2 separate regions of the Lactuca sativa genome follow, and region 2 is linked to region 1. The links are chromatin contacts, called in public Hi-C maps. All regions are on one chromosome and are shown on one strand. Each heading gives the region's core, a stretch centred on a gene start, on an enhancer-like site or on the middle of the called end of the contact. The rest is flanking DNA. Distances are from core to core; before and after follow the strand shown.

Evidence for each region. A called contact is a pair of places that touch in the nucleus more often than the background predicts.
Region 2: a Hi-C map of seed shows a contact between it and region 1, with 4 times the contacts expected there. The contact joins the promoter of LOC111881660 here to the promoter of LOC111881674 in region 1. A contact is called at or near these places in 2 of 4 Hi-C or Micro-C datasets (leaf and seed).

Annotation. Positions count from the first base shown.
Region 1 is chr7:71,050,504-71,055,345 of Lsat_Salinas_v11, reverse strand. It overlaps LOC111881674 (protein MOR1), which reads left to right and starts at 1,918. Exons shown (of 45, transcript XM_042896751.2): 1 at 1,918-2,421; 2 at 2,559-2,664; 3 at 2,868-2,991; 4 at 3,201-3,280; 5 at 3,363-3,540; 6 at 3,615-3,679; 7 at 3,795-3,868; 8 at 3,970-4,055; 9 at 4,153-4,266. The coding sequence starts at 2,262.
Region 2 is chr7:71,291,210-71,296,051 of Lsat_Salinas_v11, reverse strand. LOC111881660 (NADP-dependent glyceraldehyde-3-phosphate dehydrogenase) reads right to left here and starts at 2,891. Exons shown (of 9, transcript XM_023878058.3): 1 at 2,626-2,891; 2 at 1,053-1,246; 3 at 230-358; 4 at 1-105. The coding sequence starts at 2,770.

The DNA.
Region 1 (4,842 bases), core at 669-3,168:
GTTACACCTGATCCTACATCGGCTTGGAAGGAGAACGAAACATTTCCTTATAAGGGGGTGTGGATACCTTCCATGTCACAAGACATTTTAAAGTCGTGCGAGCAACATATCCCATAAGAACTCTGCAGTTAAGTGTCGGAAGTTTTCATGTCAGGAGTCCATAGCGGACAATATTGTGATACGTGCCAGATGGGGATGTTACAAGATCTTGTGTACAAGGTTGCTGTAGGGATGAGTTTAAAGTCCACCTAAAATCTTTCATATTGAGATACCCAATGCCCATCTAATGTAATATTAGATGTTGAATTCAATGTGGAAAGCTTGATATTTGAAGTTTGGAGCACATTATTATCATAATCCCAATGTATGTGTTTAGTATTGCAAGTAAAGGATGTTGAAATTTTATTTCTTAATAGTTCTTTTGAAAAATTGCATTTGCAGGTGTAAGAATAAAAGGACTACCTATATAAGTATGAAGTTTAGCTTCTTCAAGAAGTTGGGACTTGGCTTTAATATGCTTACTGAAGAATAAGACACAAAGCTAGTAAAATACAGTGTCAAGTTAGAACTTATGAGAATGTAAAATGTTGTGTGTATTATCTTCATGTATTCACTATAAATATAAAGGGTTCAATCCTTAGTGGCACCCTCATATTCAAATATTTTGAATGAATATTATACTAATTTTAAATTTAATTGTCACGACATTTCATTTATTCATCAGTTTGTTGTTGTTGTTATGTTTTGTTTTTAAGTTAATCAAGATTACACTTAAATGGGGGAAGTTTGTTGGTGATTTGTATTACCAATATGTATTTAAGTGTAATGGATTAATATGTTGACCAAATATTATCTTGATAAACGTTAAGCAAATAAGGGTGTTGTAGTGTGCACACTTGTTTGAGTTTATTTAGGGGCGAAGCCCCTAAATAAACGGGGGACTGTGGGGCAGTGCCCCTAGAAGTGGGGTCCAAGGGGCAAAGACCCTCGCTAGGGTTGACTTTGTTGTAGACCCTTAAAAATGCATAAGAAATCCGGATTCTAGAAAATTGACCCGATTTCGTCTTTGTTCCAGACCCTTATTGAAAACCCGATTTTGTGATAGTTTTATGATTGTTGAAAACTGTCTTGTCACAATTTTCAAACATAAAACTTTTTAGTGACAATTCTCAAACAAAGATATACATGACACAAGTTCTTTTGAGAACCAAAAAATTTGTGCGAACTTGACAACTATTAATCCACACATCATTTTTCAAAATCAAAACCACAGATATTAACGAAATGCAACATCTAAGCCATATCTAGGCTAAAAAAAAAAGATTTGATGATTTTTTTTGGCTGCAGATTCTTTTTTTTACTGCAGATTCATATATATGCATGCATGCATATTTATTAATCAACAGTCAATATGACTGCATATACATATAAGATGCATACATGACTATATATATATATATATATATATATATATATATATATATATATATATATATATATATATATATATATATATATATCATCAGCAGAGTCATATTGACTACATATGCATAATTATCCGTAGTTATATGATTGTGGACATGTAGTTTTCAGCTACGAATTTGGAGTTCGCAAGTTTTTATTTTTTGGTGCAGACGAAATTGATAACCTCTCATTCTCTGTTCTTAAATCTCATAGTCTTATCCGATTTATGATTCAGAAGTACCACCAAATACTTCAATCTAAAAGTGTTTTACACAATTATCAAAATTTCAAGTGCTATTATACCCTAAATTTCTAACAATGCCAATACTCACCCCCAAAGTCAATGAAACTATATTTGTTTGAACTTGGGTAGGTAGAATACACCATGCCATTTTACTTGAGTTTTCCAATTATAAGGTTTGTAACTTTGTATCCGATCCTAATTCAGTTATATCGAACATTCCCAAGCCAAATGCGTATAAATCCGATCTGCATTTTTGTAAAACTGGTTTTGCCACTTTGGGTTTAAATCCGGATCGTAGGGTTATGTGTACCTCTAACGGTCTTACGTCACCCGACGCACACCAATTCGTAAAACTCAAAGTTCATCCCTTTCCCGACATTCCCCCCCAAATCTCCATGTTTCTTCGTTTTCAAATCGGGGGAGAAAGACAAGGACAAAAACGTTATTGTTCTTCTTCCCACACACTACAATTTACAGACTTCCATTTGATCGTCTTTTGTATATAGATACACGCATTTGTATACATATTTATACGTATATATAATTTGTTACAATGTCGGAAGAGGAGAAGTTGCTGAAAGATGCCAAGAAATTGCCATGGGAGGCTCGATTGTTACACAAGAACTGGAAGGTGCGTAACGATGCCAACATTGACCTTGCCGCCCTCTGCGACTCTATCACTGATCCTAAAGATAATCGCATCCGTGAATTGGGTTAGTCAGTTTCGCTTCTCATTATGTTTTTTTTCCCTTGATCATCGTAGATCCAAAGTTCGCTCTTTTTTAACCTCGATCATGTAATGCATATCAAATATTGCCTTTTTTGTTGATTCTTTATGGGGTTTGATCAGGACGTTACTTTAAGAAAACCATTGCTGATTCGAATGCTCCTGTACAAGATAAGGCGCTTGATGCCCTAATTGCTTACTTAAAAGCCGCGGATGCTGATGCTGGAAGGTTTAACCCATTTTGTTTCCTCTTTGATTTTGATAAGTTGTATTACCTACGTTAACAACACTCCATGCACGAGAAGCTGGATGTTTCTATACGACCAGTCTTCTGAAGTGTAAAATTTTCATAAATGTTTTTAAGATTTCATTCAATATGTTTAACTTCTTCCATTTCAAAGACACAAGAGTAGTTATAATTTGGTTTTGTAGGTATGCCAAGGAAGTTTGTGATGCAATTGCGGCAAAATGTCTTACTGGGAGGCCAAAAACAGTGGAGAAGGCACAAATGGTGTTTATGCTTTGGGTGGAATTGGAGGCTGTGGATGCATTCCTTGTAAGTTTGATGACAAATAGTTATTTTGAATTTGATGTTTATCTTATGAGGTAGGAATGTGGAATCTTGTTTTTTTCGGTTTATATGAGTTTGGCCCCTCTATTAAATCATCTCCAACACATAACACCATTTTTTGCACCAAAATTGACAAAAATAGTGTAATCTTAGGTAAATGTTGCTATTTTTGTTATTGGAATGTTTGTTGATAGGATGTTATGGAGAAAGCGATAAAAAACAAAGTTGCTAAAGCTGTTGTTCCTGCCATAGATGTGATGTTTCAAGCTTTAAGGTTTGCAACTGAGTTACGTTGTTAGTTTCTATTTGTTTATCAATTACAAAATTAAAATCTTGCTTGCCATTCCAAATGCAAGTGAATTTGGTTCAAAAGTTGTGCCACCAAAGAGAATATTGAAGATGCTTCCGGAACTCTTTGATCATCAAGATCAAAATGTCCGTGCTTCATCTAAAGGGTTAACACTTGAGCTTTGTCGTTGGATTGGTAGAGACAATGTTAAATCCATACTGTTTGAGAAAATGCGGGATACAATGGTATGTTGATGAATGATTTACACATGTTTAATTCGTTTAAAAAACTCATATTTGTTTTTTCAAACTTTTTAAAGAAAAAAGAGTTGGAGGCTGAGCTTGTTAATGCTACGGGGGCTGCAAAGCCTACACGGAAAATAAGGTTTGTGACTCGTTTCTTAAGTTGCCTACACAAATTTATTGTGTTATTTAGTAATTAATATATTTTTTTTATATTGACAATAATAACTATGAATATATTCTCTACTTGTTGCCAGATCTGAGCAAGACAAGGAATTAGAACAGGAAGTTGTAGGCTCTGGCCCAGCTGGTGAAGAATCTGCTGCCGAGAGTATGTGATGAATCTAATGAAACAAACAGCTATATTTATTGAATTGTTGGTTTGTTTTTAAAAAAATTATTTCTTTTTAACGAGTTGAAATTGTGTACCAGTTCCTGAGGAAATTGATGAGTATGAACTTGTTGACCCTGTTGATATCTTAACACCATTGGAGAAGTCAAAGTTTTGGAAAGATGTGGTAAGTGCTCCTTCTCCCTGCTTTATAAGAATTAGCATCCATGTCCATATTTTATTATTATTTTTAGATTAATTCTTTATTACTTTCTCTTTTCCAGAAATCTAGCAAATGGTTGGAGCGGAAAAATGCTGTTGAGGGATTGAATAAGCTTGCGTCGGCAAAGAGGATTGCTCCTGGAGATTTTATAGAAGTATGCCGTGCACTTAAGAAGGTATTATGAACAACAATCTTTTGATCCAATTGAATAAATTATTTAGGCTGCTTAATTTGTGAATCTTTATTACCAAGGACAAATCATTACAACCTGATATTTTAAGATTGGAGTTCTACAATGACTATTCCTTTCATATTGGAACAAAGAACCATCAATCCACTAAAATTAACACAAGAGAATGCCCTCTTTCTAGCTTCAAGTGCCATGCACCTCACGTACTCATTTTGAGTTTAGTTTGACATAACCGAAAGAGCTCCTGCCAGAAGTTGCTTAAAAAAATAACATCAATGGAGCGGGGAAAACCATGCAGACGGACTAATTCTTTGCAGAAAAGGGTAGCAACACTTTTGGCTGTAAAAGGATGAGATAAAGGAAGGAAGTGTGCATACTTGCTCAGCCAATCAATTACTACTAAAATTGTGTCAAACTTGTGCGAAGGAGGCAGTCCCACCATGAAATCAAATGAGATATCCTCCCATATACGCTCAGCAGCCCTGCTGGGGATAAGGTTTCGTATTTGTTTTGTTGGCAATAAGACATCGCTGAACAAAAGTTCGAACATCTTTACTTAAT
Region 2 (4,842 bases), core at 1,642-4,141, 240 kb before region 1:
GAGGACGAGGGAGTTTCCGGCGATAAGTGCAGGGCCGATTTTGGAGACGGCGAGATTGACCGGATAGTTGAAGGGTGGTATGGCCAAGACAACTCCGAGTGGGATCTGATATAGTTCATAAAATCCGAAGAAAACCCGAAGTCAGAATACAATTTTCGATCAAAATCATGAATCTTTTTGCAGGTTTTTGATGAAAAGATGGAAACTTTGTGTGCAGAATTTAGTGTACCTTTGAAGTGAGACAATACTTTGTTCTCTCATTGCCTGGAAAACTATCAGAAACCAAGAACTTGCCTTCTCCTAGAATCCTGACCCCTTCTTCAGCGCAATAAGATATGAGATCCCCTGATCGAACGACCTTTATAAAAAAGTACAAGTTTTAATGCATAGTATAATTAAAACTCATTATATAAGCTCTTGAAATAAATACATCTTTTGGAAATTAAAGAGTTTTAAGGTGCTCAATTAATTGGTTTCTTTATCCATTTATGTTTCTTGGAAGCTAGGAAAAAAAACTGCATCTTGTAACTACAATAATACAAAATAGCATTTTGTTGTTTCGTGATATCCATTGTTAAGTTGTCATGATACAAATTAACACTATTTGTATACGATCAATATTCAATGTGATTTTTGGATCTAATGTCTTTTTATTACCATTAAATGATGTGTAAATGAAATGACAAAATAGCATTTTGGATGTTACGTGATATGCATTGTTAAGTTGTATGTCATAAATACAACTAAACAATTAATGCATGGCATAAGATCTTTTTATTATTAATAATGTATAGATGAAATGTTGTATGAAATACCGATTTTGTAATAAATCTTTAGTAAATACAACGGCACAATTAATTAGGAAAAACAAAGAAAGAATAAATGATGGTAGATTTTACTCGTTATTTTTGGGTTAATTGAATTACATGCGAAACACGCATATATAGATTTTAAAATGAATTTTTTGTCCCCTTTTAAGTATGTAAAGTCAAAAAAGACAACACCCAATATTTTTAATGTAAAGTTAAGATTTACGCATAAATGAGTTGCACCTCAGTGACTGAATCCTTGGCTGGTTTTGCAATCTCCTTAACTAAACACTCGGCGATGGGAGCTTTGTGCTCTTTGAGAATGGCAGCTGCCTTGTGAAGAAGCTCGGCTCGTTTCCATAGTGGTGTTTTCGCCCATTGCTTTTGAGCAATTTTAGCTGATTCCATTACTTTATTCACCTCTTCTTGTGTACATGCTGATAATAAAACTCATTCATAAGTTTAACTTGAAAATAAAAATGATATTCATGCTTTTGTTTAGGTTGCTACCTTAGAGTAGTTAATACGAGATATCTTGAATTGAAATGTTAATGTCCTCTTATGTAACATAAATCAAAGAGTAAATTACAAATTTGGTACTTAAGTTTGTTATTTGTTGTAGATTTGGTCTTTATATTTTACTTAATATCACAAGTTTGGTTCAATTTAAGACTTGCATCCTAATTGTTCAGGAAGATTAAATATGTGTTTCGAAAAACTAGTTGTTAGTTGAAAACTGAATTCTTGTATTTGATAGTTTGAATGTAGTAGCTGATAGTTGTAGCTTTTTTTTCATGTAGAAATACTTGACCCATATAGGCTTTAACTTTCAAAGGTGTAAAATTAGATAAAAATTAAAAAATTAAAAGCTCTCAAAATCTATTTGAAATAACTTTGGAATGTGAGTTTTTTTTTTTTTTTTTTTAAAACAAAATTTTAAAACTACCACTATTGAATATAACATTTTTTCCGGGTTATTTCTAAAAAATAAAAAACTTTCAGAAGCTTCATGCTTAACACATCCTAAATCCTCGAAATGCAAAGTTAAAGACATCTTTGGAAAGAATTCATAGAATTGGACCAAACTTGTGATTTAAGATTTAACATAGGGACCAAATTTACAATTTACTCTAAATCAAAGGTGTAATTATGATGGTAAACTTTATAAGCCTGGGGGTGCTTTCGAAAATATTTAAAATGTACCATACGATGGGCCCCATAGTGTATCAAAGATACTATGGTACAATCTCAAATGCACAAAGTACAAATAGAATAAAATTGTTAGATCAGAGAATCAAGATATCCCCGTTGCTCTCAGCCAACCAATTGCTTTGAATTCATAAAAAATTATCTTCTTACTTTTAATCATTTAAATTGTATTTTAATACATGTATATTAAGTCACATATATATATATATATATATATATATATATATATATATATATATATATATATATATATATATATATATATATGAAGTTATGAACGATTACTGTTATATTAGTACTTCTGATTTAGTGACGGAGTTTGCGAGGACTTCACATGTACAGTTTTCACTTTTCAGTTTGTATTTACAGTAAAACTAACAGTAAAATATTTCAATGTAAGATCACAAATTAAATAAGTTTTTTTTCGTAATCTTATAATCAATCTATGCAAATTTTCATAAGCAAGCTCGATTTCCTTGTATTTTTTGTCTGTTTATTTCCTTAACAAAACAATTTATTTGTCATATACTAAATTATTAAACAAAAAATATACTATGCAATAAAAAAAGAGAGAGAGAATATAAGAATATTACTGATGTCTTTTTACCTTGAACCTTGTACTGAGTGGTTCTGGTAGTCGGGTTAATAATAGCAACAGATTTACCAGAAGCAGATTTCTTCCATTCTCCATCAGTGTAATATTTGAACACATCGCCTTCTATTATCTCTTCAAAAACACCAGTTCCTGCCATTGATATGCTTAAAAGCTTTCTCTTTCTACCCTTATCGCCTTTACCCGGTGTTTATGTATGAGAGAGAGAGATAGAGTGTGTGTGTGTGTGTGAGAGGATGAATGAATGGTGGATGGTTTTCTTGAGGTGTTGATGTGTATAAATATTGGAGGAAGGTGAGCCACACTTGGTAGCAAGTGTACCAAAACAAATGAGTCAAAAAAATAAAGGAGTGAAAAACAAAAAACGATTTCAATAAAATAAAAATAAAAAAGTTAACATCGTGTTATTTAAGTTTGTGAGATGGGCTTTATGCTTTTATGTTAACATTTTGTTTGGCGTCAATAATTTTTTATTTTTATGAGTATTTACTATTTGTTAAGATTACAAAAGTAGCTTGTTGTAAATTATAAGTTAGTATAAATTTTAAGATCATTATTGATAGTTTTCAGCTAACATGTCAAAAACATTCTAAACTTATCATTTATGATAGTAAAATAGCTACTTAACTGATAATGAATACATTAACTAACAAGTTTTACCTTGTCTAATTTGTAGGTTTTACTTAGCAAAAACTTCAATCAATTTGTTACAACTAATTATCTAAGTGTTATATTTGTTCAACGCTATAAAGCTTACTTTAATACATCCGAATTCCTTTCACTGTACCTCCAATGTATTACATCATTTTGGTGTAGAATGTTCAATATAAAAAGCAATTCATCTAATATATTAAATTTGTAACTAAATCAAAACAGAATATTCTTAGCATATTTTTTTTTATCATACATTGTATGTTTCTAACAATATCCTTAATCTATTACAATTACAGTTTATACCCTCATATTTTTTATATCTTTATACTACAAGAATAACCGGCAATAGCACCGACGCTTTTAGCGGCGACGCGGACTTTTAGCGGCGACAAAAACAAACGTGTTTTTGCCGCCGCTAAAAGTCCCGGTCACCGCTAACGGCTTATTTTGATGATCCACGTCACTTCAATCTCATCCGTCGATTTAAGAGATGATCCTACGATTAGAATGACATAAGAAATCCTGCGTTGTTTACCCTCCGGTGTGTCGCCGTAAAGGCTTATTTTGGCGATCCGCGTCATTTCAATTTCATCCGTCGATTTAAGAGATGATCCAACGACTAGAAAACTCCGCGTTGTTTTCCCTCTCATGTGTCGCCGCCAATGAGTACGCGTCGCCGCTAAAGCCCGTCGGCAATAAAACCCTATCTGCTCCATTTTTCTATGTTCTCCATTCTTGTTCACCATTGTCGTCGACCTCATCGGAATTTCACAAAGAACTTCGCAACTTCACCCATCTTTACTCCATTTTTCTCATTTTCCTTTTCTTTTTCACTTCTCCTTACTAAATTTCAAGCATTAATGTGTATTTTATGTTTGTAGATATGGATGTGTATTTGTATGTATATATGTATTTTGAATGTATTTTATGTATGTATATGTGTTTTTGTATGTACAATCCTATGTATATATGTATTTTTATGTATATGTATTTTTGTGTGTGTGTATATATATATATATGTGTGTGTGTGTGTGTATGTATTTTCGTATGTATATGTGAATTTTGTATGTGTATTATGTATGTATATGTGTATTTGTATGAATAGAAATGCATATTAATACCAACGACGTCTTTAGTAGCGACGGAGAGCATTAGCGGTGATGCAACTTTAGCGGCGACGAATGGAATATTCAGCGGCGACCAATGGAGCATTAGCGACGAGCCAACAACGACGACCCTTTAGCGGTGACATGTCGCAGCTAATACCTTTAGCGGCGACGCCTGTCGCCGGTAATACTCTTATTTCTTGTAGTGTTTATACAATGTAATATTATATATACCATTTCGTAAAAATTAAATTAAATAGAATAATAGTGATACTAAATATGAAAAAAGAATGAGACAATGACAAATAGACTTATGTTCCAAATAATTCAAGTAAAACAAATTTGTCCTAATTTATAATGTTTTGTTTTTTATGATGATACAACAACGAGAAACAATTCTTTGAGATCGTCGAATGCAACAAGTTGCGTATTTACTATGCTTAAAGCTTTA